Regions from separate parts of the Zea mays genome. Here regions 1 and 2 are each linked to region 3. A link is a contact called in public Hi-C data. All regions are on one chromosome and are shown on one strand. The core of a region is the stretch at or near the end of the contact, and the rest is flanking DNA. Distances in the headings are between cores, read along the strand shown. Region 1 holds the start of LOC103636617. Region 2 holds the start of LOC100273888 (Pentatricopeptide (PPR) repeat-containing protein-like). Region 3 holds the start of LOC103636597 (probable ubiquitin conjugation factor E4).

What was found. A called contact is a pair of places that touch in the nucleus more often than the background predicts.
Region 1: a Hi-C map of ear shows a contact between it and region 3, with 2.0 times the contacts expected there. The contact joins the promoter of LOC103636617 here to the promoter of LOC103636597 in region 3. A contact is called at or near these places in 6 of 25 Hi-C or Micro-C datasets (ear, leaf, root tip and 1 more).
Region 2: a Hi-C map of tassel shows a contact between it and region 3, with 2.6 times the contacts expected there. The contact joins the promoter of LOC100273888 here to the promoter of LOC103636597 in region 3. A contact is called at or near these places in 6 of 25 Hi-C or Micro-C datasets (ear, endosperm, leaf and 2 more) and 1 of 3 datasets of contacts at active chromatin or transcription factors (leaf).

What each region holds. Positions count from the first base shown.
Region 1 is chr1:75,793,900-75,797,950 of Zm-B73-REFERENCE-NAM-5.0, forward strand. LOC103636617 reads left to right here and starts at 2,688. Exons shown (of 4, transcript XM_008658976.4): 1 at 2,688-3,094. The coding sequence starts at 2,759.
Region 2 is chr1:75,731,356-75,735,157 of Zm-B73-REFERENCE-NAM-5.0, forward strand. LOC100273888 (Pentatricopeptide (PPR) repeat-containing protein-like) reads left to right here and starts at 2,072. Exons shown (of 4, transcript NM_001360483.1): 1 at 2,072-2,256.
Region 3 is chr1:75,433,927-75,437,881 of Zm-B73-REFERENCE-NAM-5.0, forward strand. It overlaps LOC103636597 (probable ubiquitin conjugation factor E4), which reads right to left and starts at 2,374. Exons shown (of 16, transcript XM_008658957.3): 1 at 1,389-2,374; 2 at 1-122. The coding sequence starts at 2,239.

The sequences.
Region 1 (4,051 bases), core at 1,438-3,937, 360 kb after region 3:
TTGGATCTGAAAACATAGAAGCAGCAGGGCAAACAGGATTTGAAGCTAAAAATATAGAAGCAGGCACACACACACAAAACAGATCCATCGGAACGGTGGGAGCCGAGAGGAGAGAGAGGCACGCACTCAGGGTCACCGGCCAGTGTGCGGAGGGCTGGAGGCGAGGGGGGAGAGGAAGCCACCGACGACATTAAGACGGGAGATGAAGTTGTCGATGCCATAGCCGAGAGCCCAAGCCTGAGTGTCGCTACCGTCGCTTGAGTGCCGAGCGTGAGTAGGGAGGGAACGAAAGATGGAGCGTCGGCGCTACGAGGAAGATGAACATGGGAGACAAAGAAACGGCGACAACGCCTATGTTACCTTCGCTGGAGCAGTGAAAATGTTAGGGTTTGCCGGTTAGTTGGAAATTTGGTTTGCGCTGAATCGATGGGCTTTTAAATGGGCCGGTTAAGAAGGTTTAATATGGTGCGGTTAGAACGAAAGCTATTATTAGACCAGGGCTTCCTCTAATTATTGAGAGCCCAGGGCTCCTAATACCTAAACTATATATATATAAGTTTAGGTTTTCCACCCACTAGGGAATCTCCCCAAGCATCTTCTATAGCCTCCCAAGTCTCAGCCGCCACCCCAAGTATCTCTCGTTTGCTCCTAGTTACAGTCGTGACTCGTGAGCCCTAGTGGTAGTCTGGCCACCCACTGCCATAGCTCCCTGGTGCTTGGCGCGCCCCATGTGGACCAGCCCGTCACTAGCATGGTCGTGACACCGTGCGGAGCGACCATCCCTAATCTCCCCGCAATCAACAAGGTTCGTGCTGCTCCAGCTTCCTCCCCGTCTAATAGCAACATGAAGATCCAATGCCTATTGAAACATTGACTTTTGTTATTGATGTCTTTAAGGTTTGTTGTGCGTGTAAATGTGGCGGGTAAACGGGCATGCCCGTGGATATCCTCTACCCGCGGATAGAAGATACAGACATGATATTTTGTCCATAGAGGGTGTAGGATGCAGACACGTACATGGGCAAAACCTTGTATCCGTGGTTATTTTATCCGTTGCCAACTGTACGTCCAAAAATAAATTGTAAAGCAACAAATAGCGGACGTTGCATGCACACGCGTCCGCTAATAAGCTGTGCTGCATTGAACGTTGCCCAAATGCACCTTGTGACAAGAAGCTTAAGAGGATGCAACGAGATTCACGGACTGGGGCCACACTTAGGCCCTCTTTGGTTGGGCTCCACCTGTGTTGGCTCCGATTGTGGCTCCAGGAATTGGCTTCACTAGCTCCGGCAGTGGTTGCTTCTCCAAAATGTTTGGCAAAACAGCTCTCTATATAACTTCTTTTTATTTATTGGTTAACAGTTAAATGTGGGGTCACAATAGGTTAGAGGAGCCGAAGAAGTTACGTTTTTGTGGCTCCGTGCTTCACTCCCAGCTCCCTCCTCTTTTTGAGGAGAAGCCTTTTAAGAAGCATCTCGTTTGGTTGAAAATTAGGAGAAGCCAATGAAGGAGCTGCTTAAGGAGCCAAAACAAAGGGGGCCTTACGCTGCGTTGACTGTTCCGCAGTTTTATTTGATCCGAAAAAAAAACGATTACAACTAATTCTGAAAAACTTTCCGCACTCCGTGTGCATGCCACATTGTCACGGAACAATAGAAATATTAAAATATATATTTTAATTAGAGAGGATAGTTATGGATGAATAAAATATATATAGGCCATGTTTGGTTTCAATTAGTCTTAGGACCAAAGATTAGTCCTAGGACTAAACTTTAGTCCCTACTTGTTTGGTTCTATGGACTAAATAGATTATAGTCATTAAATACATTGTCCAAATACTCATTAATGCCCTTAGAATACACTCATGTGGGCTTTTAGTCTCTTTTAGCATCTATGTCAAGGACTAAAGACTAAATCATTTTAGTCCATATTTTAGTCCTAGTGTTTGACAAAAAAGGGACTAAATGAGACTAAAAACTAGAGACTAATCTTTAGTCCCTCTAACCAAACACCCACATAGTTGGATATGCGAATTAGGCTGTCCGCACTGAAGGACTCGGCACGCTACGCTACAGAGATAGGGTTTACTCTACCTGCTGCAGTGGCCTACCTTTTGAGCTACGTTATTTCCCAGTAGTAGTGCTGGAACGGCATATGCAGAGTAGTACGACATAAACCCTATGCACTGCTTGGGTAGTTGGGTGGAATGAAAGAGAAATAAAAAAATAATATAATATGTGATAGTTGGTATAGAGTTGAGATATAGAGTAAACATGACTGCAGAGGATTGTGGTATAGAGTAAATATGACTGCTGACGGGGATAGAATATTCCTTTTAGAGTAGAAATTTAGGGGGTGTTTGGTTGCTCCTGCTAAAGTTTAACCTGAGTCACATCAAGCGTTTGACTTTTAAATAAGAGTATGAAATATAGACCCAACCAACTGGACTAGATTCGTCTCGTCTTTTAATCTTCGGCTGACAAATTAGTTTTATAATCCGACTACATTTAATATCCGAAACGGAGGTTCAAACATTCGATGAGACAGAGGCTAAATTTTAGCGGGGTGTAACCAAACACCCCTTAGAGTAGTATGAGTGCGGATAGCATTAACGCCGACCACTGCAGAGCCGGCCGATACGTGTGGTCCCCTGCCTGCCCACGCCCGCTCGGGAGTCGGGACGAAGCGCTTCACAAAGCCACAGGCCACAGCGCCTCGCTGCCTCTCCCTCTCCGTTTCTTCCCCTACTTCCCTCCGCATGGCGGCCCGCGAGGCCTCCGCCCCGGCCCCGTCGACGCCCCACGCTGGAGACGGGGTGAGCCGCCCGCCGCGGCCTACGCTCGCCCTGCCCCCGCGCTCCGTCATCGAGTCCCTCTTCGCCGCCGGCGCCGCCGAGACAAGCCCCGGCCCGCTCACCCTCGCCGCCGCGCTCTTCCCCGACGCGCCCTCCCCGGCCTTCCACGGCTCCTTCACCCAGCTCCTCGTCGGCGCCATAGGCTCCCCGGCCGTACCCTCGTCGCCCTCCCCGTTCGCTGTCCCGCCGAGGCTCAGCCCTGCCACGCTCTTGGGCTCCCCCGGCTTCTTCTCTCCCACGGCATTCCCTCAACTCCGTTTACGAATTGGACCACCAGATGCCCTCATCACTGCACCAGTACCACTGTACCAGTAGCTTAATAAAAAGCCGCAGGGAATATGCTTGCTACTACGTACTATTTACTGTATCCTAATAGTGTTGCGGATTCGTGAGGGTTGTACGGCGTGGAGGGTGCCTACCTTGGACCCGCCCTGGGAGATGTGCTTCAGGACTGGAAAGGCCAAGCTCGATTACCCGTGGTCCTGCTCAGTACTCACTACTTTGGAATGCTGTGCACTACTTTGGACTTCAAATTGTTTTTTGGGATTACGCTCAGATACTACTCTTCCTTACATAGTTGATGTCGGTGGAAGAGTCCTGTTCTCCCCTTGCAATATCACTTAGGCCCCGTTTGTTTCGTTGGAATTGAATTCCATTTTAATATTTATAATTTATACAAAACTAATTAAGTTCATATATTTATATATGTAATATATTTGTATATTATTCTAAATCATATGAGAGAGATAGTTATATACTACATTTATGTTGTAGCGAAGCAAGTAGAAGAGTGTGCTATAAGTTGTGCATCGGAAAAATAGCATGTAAATCTATAGAATCAATTTCCATTTCTCACCCCATGAATTTGAGATAGGCTTATATGATAACTTTGGAAAGTGGTGGAATGTCACATTCTAAAAAAATAGCCTATTCCATTAGTAAGATTCTAATTCCTCAAAATGAAAGGAAACAAACGGGACCTTACTTTAATTGACATGAAAATTATAATATCTCATTCAGGAGCAGTTATGGAAATGGAGCCTCAGTAGTTTTTTGCTTAAGAATTTTGTAACCTGGTTACGTTTATTGCTCATGTTTGCCACTTTGCTTCCTCTTGAATGTATACATAGTTTATGTCATGGTTTTTTTAGTTCACTGCGTTTTTAAAATTCTTTCAGGTATAAGCCAACGGAAAAA
Region 2 (3,802 bases), core at 822-3,321, 300 kb after region 3:
CATGATAAGACTATGGTGTTAATTGGAACATGTAGCTTAACTTGATAATACAGTGCTACCACAAGGGTGGAATGGGATGCCCTTGGCCAAGTAATTAGAAAAGCTAGGGAGAGACTATCTTACCTAAAAGGGGCAAGCGGGGAGGCGTCACTGCAGAGTATAGGGAGGTTCTCGGGTCGGACTGTCTGTTTAGCTTTCCGGACAAAGAATTCCTATGCTTCCTTCGTCTTGAATCCGTAGCGGGTTTTCTCAAACTAACGGAACTTTAGAAAGGCCATGTAGTGCTAGCCTGTCCAGTCTCCTCGGTAGAGATGAATAGGACTTCTAGACCTCTTGGCAAATGGGTAGCATGACTTGTGGGTAAAGACGTGCAACCTCTGCAGAGTGTAAAACTAGTATACTAGTTGTTCTCACAGTCATGAGCAGCTCATGACTTTCGCATGATTAACTTATGAAATTAAACTTAACTTGCCATATACATCGCATTGTGATTTTATTTTTATTTTTGATCTATTATTACTCTGGTTTGGTATATAATTACATTTAGTAACTGCTAATAAAATTTGATCAACTTATTAAAAGCAATACCCAGCTTTAACCATTATCTGTTGATCAGCCTTACACTTCACCTGAGCTCCCACCTTTGATGAGTTCATGCACATTATTTCCCACAACTTGTTGAGCTATGATCTTTTGTGAGCTCACCCTTGCGATATATAGACCCCCACAGGTGAAGAGCAGATAGCTCAGGAGGAGGTCTACTACAAGGAGTACGAGCTAGTCTACATGACGTCTCCCAGTCAGCTTTATGACGCCAAGGAATAATTATTAGTTCGCTTTATTGTTATCATTTATTTTTGTAAGACACTTCTGCAATGTAATAATTTTTGTGACATCTATCTCTATACACTTGGTCATTATATGTGATGTTCTTATTGGACGCATATATGAGACGCACCCATGTTTATCTCTTAAATCTGGGTGTGACACTACACGACCACTGACCACTAGAGATAGCAACGAGGAATTTTCTGTCGGACAATAGCTCCCCATCCCCATCCTCGTGAAGAAAAAAAATTTCCCGCGGGGATTCCCACAAACGCTCGTGGAGGATATTTCTTTCCCATCCCTATTCCCTGCGGGGATAAATCTCCGACGGAGATCCCGTCTCCACTTAAATTATAATTAGAACATATGTACTTTGTTATTAATATAAAATATTATCACTTATACATATTGTCATATATATATAATATTATATGTACATCAAAATGAGCATATTTATAACAATAAATGGTCTCTTGAAAATATAATTATTTATTTTTATCATTAACTAGTACAAAAAAACAATATTACGTCTAATAGCTTGTTTGGGTAATATCAGATTAGAGTGGATGAAGGTGGTATGTGGTGTATTTAAGTGTAATATAAACTAATTTTTCTTTCAATTCTCTTCAATACACCTCAATACACTTCAATCCCTCTATACCCAAATAAAGCGTAAAGACTTGTTCGATTAGGGGTGGATTGAGGGGGATTGAGGCCTTGTTCGTTTTTGTCGGATTGGTGGGTCGGAACGATTCCTAACCGGATTGTTTTTCTAATTTATATAAACTTTGTTTAGGACTTGTTCGTTTGTGTCGGATTGGTGGGTCGGAACGATTTCTAACCGGATTGCTTCTCTAATTTATATAAACTTTGATTAGCTGGAACTATTTCGGGTGCAATCCGATAGAAACGAACAAGACTTTAGGCCTTGTTCGTTTGTGTCGGATTGGTGGGTCGGAACGATTCCGAACCGGATTGCTTCTCTAATTTATATAAACTTTGATTAGCCGGAACGATTCCGGGTGCAATCCGATGTAAACGAACAAGGCCTTAAGTGGAACGATATTCCAAATGCAATCGGACACAAACGAACAGGGCCTGAAGGAGATTCAATCTCCTTCTATACAAATTTAAATAGGAACTTTCTTAAACTCTTTTAAACCGAACAAGCCCTAACGGATCGCTGCGGGGATGGGGATGGAGAATTCCCGTTTATCCGTTCAGGAAATAATTTTGTCTGTTTAAATCCCATGAGAAAAAAAAAACTCATCCCCGTGGATCCGGGCCCATTGCCATCTCTGCCGACCACACCGGCACACCCCCGCAACCACTGTTCCCGCCGATTCGTTTCGTCCCACCGCGCCAAACTGCGACGACGGCGGTCGCAGAGTTGCCTTCCCTCCAACCGTACCGCCGCCGCCGCCGCTGGTGAGTCCCGAAGATGAGATCTCTCCCGTTCCTGTGATTCGAGCGCTTCCCCTTACAGCCGTTGCGCCCCTGCTCCGCTTTGCTTCAGACGAGCATATTGGGCCGAGCGCCTCCCCGGCCAGCAGCGGCACCGTCGCCGGTTCCAAGTCCGGGGTCGACGCGCTGTGGGGCTTGCTGAAACTGGTACACGTTCTGCCTACATCCACCCGTCTCTCTCTCCTTGCTGATTGAGACGGTAACACAATTAACGGTTCAGTTTAGGTTTAGGGGCGGCGATGTGTGTGCTTCCTAACCTGGAAGCAAACCTTATGAATTATATATGATCATCCTTGTGTCATTTCCTTCTTAACTTCCATGCGTGCATGCCTCATTGCCTCCTCTGATTTGATAAAGTAACCAGGCTTTATTTATTGAATTTTGGACACGAGAAGGCTGAACTGAGCAGAAGATAATTTGCTTTAACGACAATCAATGATGAACATTTCACTTTGTTGCCAGCAGTCAAGAGCCTCCCCTCTAGTTTAGGATTATGATAAGCCAATTCACCATAGCTGGGTTGGCCATTCTGAATTATGTTTTTCTCGCTGCCAACACAGTAGCTAACCACCTTTCTAGACATATATCTTTTAGGACTAACTAGATTCATTGTATAACACAAAAATTGGGCTAATATATCCTACCTGGCTAGCTAGCCTGGTTACTTTAACCCTGAATACAGCCTAAACCTATTGCTAGTGTTCCCAGTTTGTATCCCCCTGTAGCTCGGTACCTGGGCTGTAGTGCTCAAGGTCAACTGTCCAAGCTTCTCTCCTTTGCCATCCCAACGAGATCATATCTGAATCCCATCAGAGGTCATTATCTTAACTTCCCAACGGTGTAGGTTGAACCCTAAGCTCTACCTCAGTAAACTGAGGGAAGAAAAACCACCACTGTGGCACTGCCCCAACTCAACATTCTTTCTTATCACCGTGATTGGCCTGCCAAGCAGTGGCAGACCCAACACAAAATTTAAGGTATCAGATATATGCCCATGTTTCCTTATCATGCATATATTTCTGATTGAATGGAACCAATTTCATATCTTAAAGCATGTCCTTGGGTCAGCAGGGGGGAAGGGGGTGCTGCCGAGAAGGGGCTAGGGCATAGGGAAGGAGCATGAGAAGGGGCCGCCACCAGGAAGGGGTTGGGGCTAGGGCATAGGGAAGGAGCATGAGAAGGGACCGCCACCAGGAAGAGGTTGTGGCTAGGGCTGAGGGCTAGGAAGGGTCTGGTCGCTGGGGAAAGGAGCTGGGAGTGTAAAACAGTCATTGCCAGTGGTGAAATTTTTTAAATAAATATTTTTAATTTGAGAATTATAGAGATTAGAGAGGTATCCTGTTGGTGTGGACATTTTAGAGAGTTCAACAGCTCGTTGTGCATTTTAATGAAGCCGCATGTTGGTGTGGGCATTATTCCAATTATCTCGCTGTCAAGGAAGCTGCTATTTTGAGCCTGCCCCCTGCTTCGTTCTCAGTTGTCAATAGTTGCAGTCTCATACTCTCATTGG
Region 3 (3,955 bases), core at 1,124-3,623:
GAAGGATTAAAAGGACATCTTTAAGGCCATCATACAAGCCATTCATAACACTCTTGATTGTTGTGAAAGATGACAACAAGTCAGCTGGCCGACGTGAAGATGCCTCTGAGAAACACTGTTGCCTGACCAAAAAAATAAACAAAGAAAGAAAAACATAAAGCTATATGATTATTTGCACAAAAAGTAAGTAGTAGGCCTAGATTGGAACACATGGTCATGCAGTAGTCAAAAGATAGGGTATCGAACACCCAAAGACATGGTAAATTAAAAGCTAGATTCTGAAGATCCAAATTAGTATTTAGCAAAAAAAATGGCCTCACAAGCCTATGAGAAAAAAAAGGTTATGTTAATGAATCCAAAGAAGGATATGGAGATTTCCATTGAACATTGGAAGATTCAATCATCGAACATTAATCGGTAGGGAAGTTCCTTACATGCCATACAATGGGCATGTTAAGATACCAAGGGCTAATTGTTAGCTAGCTATTTTTTAGCTCAAATTAGCTCTAGTGCGTCCAAACAGGAGGGATAATAAGTGGACTATTTTTTTAGCCAAGTCTTCAACTAGTTGTTAGCCGATTAGCTAACCAACTACAGCTAAATTGAGCAAATTCTTAGCTCCAACTAGTAATTAGCCATGTGTATCCAAACATGCCCAACGTCTGCCACATCCCTCAAATTGTCCTCATAGGTTTGGCACATAAAGAACTATTAATCTTTTAACTGACCCACAGGCCACAGCAATCCTTAGCTGAACCACACTATATGATATTTTCCAATTGAATTTCTGTTCCAAAATCCTGACCGGGAATGAAGAATGCCAAAAATCAGCGGGCCAACTATACACACGATATAAATCTAAAATTCCATTAGTTTAATAATAATGAACACTAAATCTTAATACCTAAGTAGCAGGAAGAAAGATCAACATTCTTGTCCAACTCTCCTGACCTAGCAAAGAGAAATTTTTAGCCTAATCCCCAAGCTAGCAACCGAGTACCGGATGTATGATGAACCGAGTACCGAATGTGTGGTGAGAAACTTCACAGTTCACGGCTTAACTGAAGCAATGCACTATAAACAGATCGTTTAGAAGTGTACATGAAAATTCAGAATTTAAATCTTTCCAGTTTCCACAAAAGCAATATTAAAAATTTGAAACTTCTGCATCCTATTAGCAGTAAGAAAAGGTGGTTGACCAAACTTCTGTATCCTATAAATCTCTAAATATAATTTATTTATGGGTTGTTAAATTAGTCATAGCCAGAAAAAAAACACCAGCAACACCTGGGCACAGTATCCAAGATGCAATTCTGCACACATAAACGAACACATATGGGAGCTGTGAAGTTTGATCAACAAGAACCAACAAGATAAATAGTACTCACCCCACATCAGGCTTGCTAGCGAACTCTCGGTCTCGGATGGCGCTTACATGGAAGAAGGCCCCGAGTACACTGTATAGCTCCATGACCCTCCCTTCCCCAATGAGCATGATCTGATTCTTTGGTATCCACTTAGGATGGTTAACCAGGGCCTTGGCACAATTGGGGATCCCCACAAGCCGCCTGAGCAACCGCAATGGGCGCTGAAAGTCACCGAGGGCCGAAACCTTATCGACACTCTGCCTAAGGAGCTCGTATAGCTCCCCCATGGCCGGCTCGATGGAGTCATAGTCCGCGCTGCCTAAGAACTCATCAATGAAGCCCGGCGGCGGCGGCGCCCCGGGGGCCGGGGTGGGGTCGAGCGGGTCGGCTGCCTCAGCGAGGAGGAATACGAGGAGGTCGGAGGCGGGGTGTTGCGCGCCGGGCGGGGTGGGGAAGGTGTCGGGATTCCCGGCGACGATGCGCGCGTAGGAGAGGATGAGGGCCCGGAGGTGCGCTATGGAGGCTGCGAGGCGCGCCCGGAGAGCGGCGTCGCGGATGGTGGAGATCTTACGCGCCTCGTCGGCGGCGCGGCGGAAAGCGGAGACGAGGTAGGCGAAAGGGGTCGGGGACCCGGCGGGCGGGTCCGGGAGCGAGAGGCGGTCGATGAGGAGGCGCTCGGCGGCATCGCGCAGGGCGAGGAGAGGGCGCGACTCAGAGAGGAGCTCGGCGGCGGTGAGCTCGAGGTAGGCGACGGCTGGGCTGGGGTTGGCCGGGGGCGTCAGGGAGACGAGGAGGATCTTGCGGAGGATGATGTCCTCCACCTCGTCAGGAGAGCGCTGCGGCCGCGCGGAAGCCGGCGATGGGGACGCCATCGGCGGCGGGCGGCGGCTCGCTGCTGGCTCTGCTGCTTCGAGCCTTCGACTCGGGGAACCGCGTGTTGTGGTGGATCAAGATTCGAGCAGACTCGAGAGAGCCGACTTTGGGGTTTTTTTTGTATTGTTTAAAGTGTGTGTTTGGTCCCTAACTAAAAGTTTATAGTATGGATCATATAAAAATTTTGAATGTCAATTACAGATATTAAATAGATATTAAATATAGTTTAGTTATAAAACTAATAATATAGATGAAGACTAAACAACGAGAAGAAATTATTAAACCTAATTAATACGACCTCCATTTCCAGATATTTAATATTTGCCGTCCGCTAGTTCATATTTAAACTAAATCGTGACAGATAAAAAAGAGTAAAAAGAATAAAGGAAATATATAATTAGCAAATGGTTATTATAGCATAGTATTAATGAATCTCTACTATCTCTTAAGACCGTAGTGTAGGCGTCTACATCGTTGTGTGGTGCACGGTTCTGCCATCTCTCACCTCCGCTATCCTCCCCAGTCCCCAAGCGCGCAGCCACGATTGTCGCTCCTCCCCGACGCCGCGATGGCCGCGCCCCCTCTCCCTACCCCCAGCGTGATGCCCGCACCCCGTGCCATGGTGCCCTCGCCTCCGCCCCCGAGCGATCCAGCCCCGTCGTCGCGATGACCGTCGCGTTCCCTTCTTCCCCCGTCGCCTTTCCCTCCCTACTCCTCTGCATTTCTTCCCCAACCCACGCTCACCTGGCCCCATAGCCCCAGCCGCCATACCCTCGCGCGCCCGACCATGCGCCAGATCGTCCAGTACCTCGACGGCGATGCGCCGCTGCCAGAGCTCACGCCCAGACCCAAATCGTCGTGGTAACCTCGGCCCTCGCCCACGCTCTCCCTAGAAGGAAACCCACGATCTTGTTGGAAGGAAATCCACGCTGGCGTGGCCCCAAATCCGCTCTCCATGGAAGGGGATCGGCCCCAAATCGCTGTCGTCCCTCCCGGATCGTCGCCCCTGCCCAGCATCAGCGGACTCATCCGCTGCGTCGCCCCAACACTCTTGGAGGAGATCTCCGGAGCGTGGCGAGGACGCCTGGGTAGGTCGGCTTCCAAGCAGCCCCCGAGATCTCGGTCCTCGCCCACACTCTCCATGGAAGGAGATCGCCTCCTTTGTGCCCCGACACTCTTGCCCCGGATCGTCGCCCCCGCCCAGCATCAACGAACGCGTTCACTGTGCCCCGGATCTCGGTCCTCGCCCCGACACTCTTGGAGGAGATCTCCGGGCGACAAGTTTCCCTCCACGGCATCATCGGTCCGAATAAAAAGTCATGCGTGGAAGCCACAACATCCCTCGCATCCTTGCCTGCGCTCTCCAGGTACGCCACAACATCCCCCGCATCCTTTGTACTTCTTCTGTCTCTTCATTGAAACTCAAAGCAGTAGCACACACTAAATCTTTTATGTCCCGAATGAAATGATCTACAACAGTTTTCTTGATTACAACCATTGTTCGTTGAAATCCACTTCGACAGCTGAATCCGGGCATTATAAAGGTACACAGTAGTGACAGGATTTGACAGCTTCGTTGAATCCACATAGTAATTTGTTATATCTGTATAATTGTGCATGCTTAAGTCATGGAGTGTAATCCACTTCCCGTTTGTTCCATGTTGTTTACGTGCATCTTGGAGATTGCCGACGAGCGCAACCATGAATCTGAATCC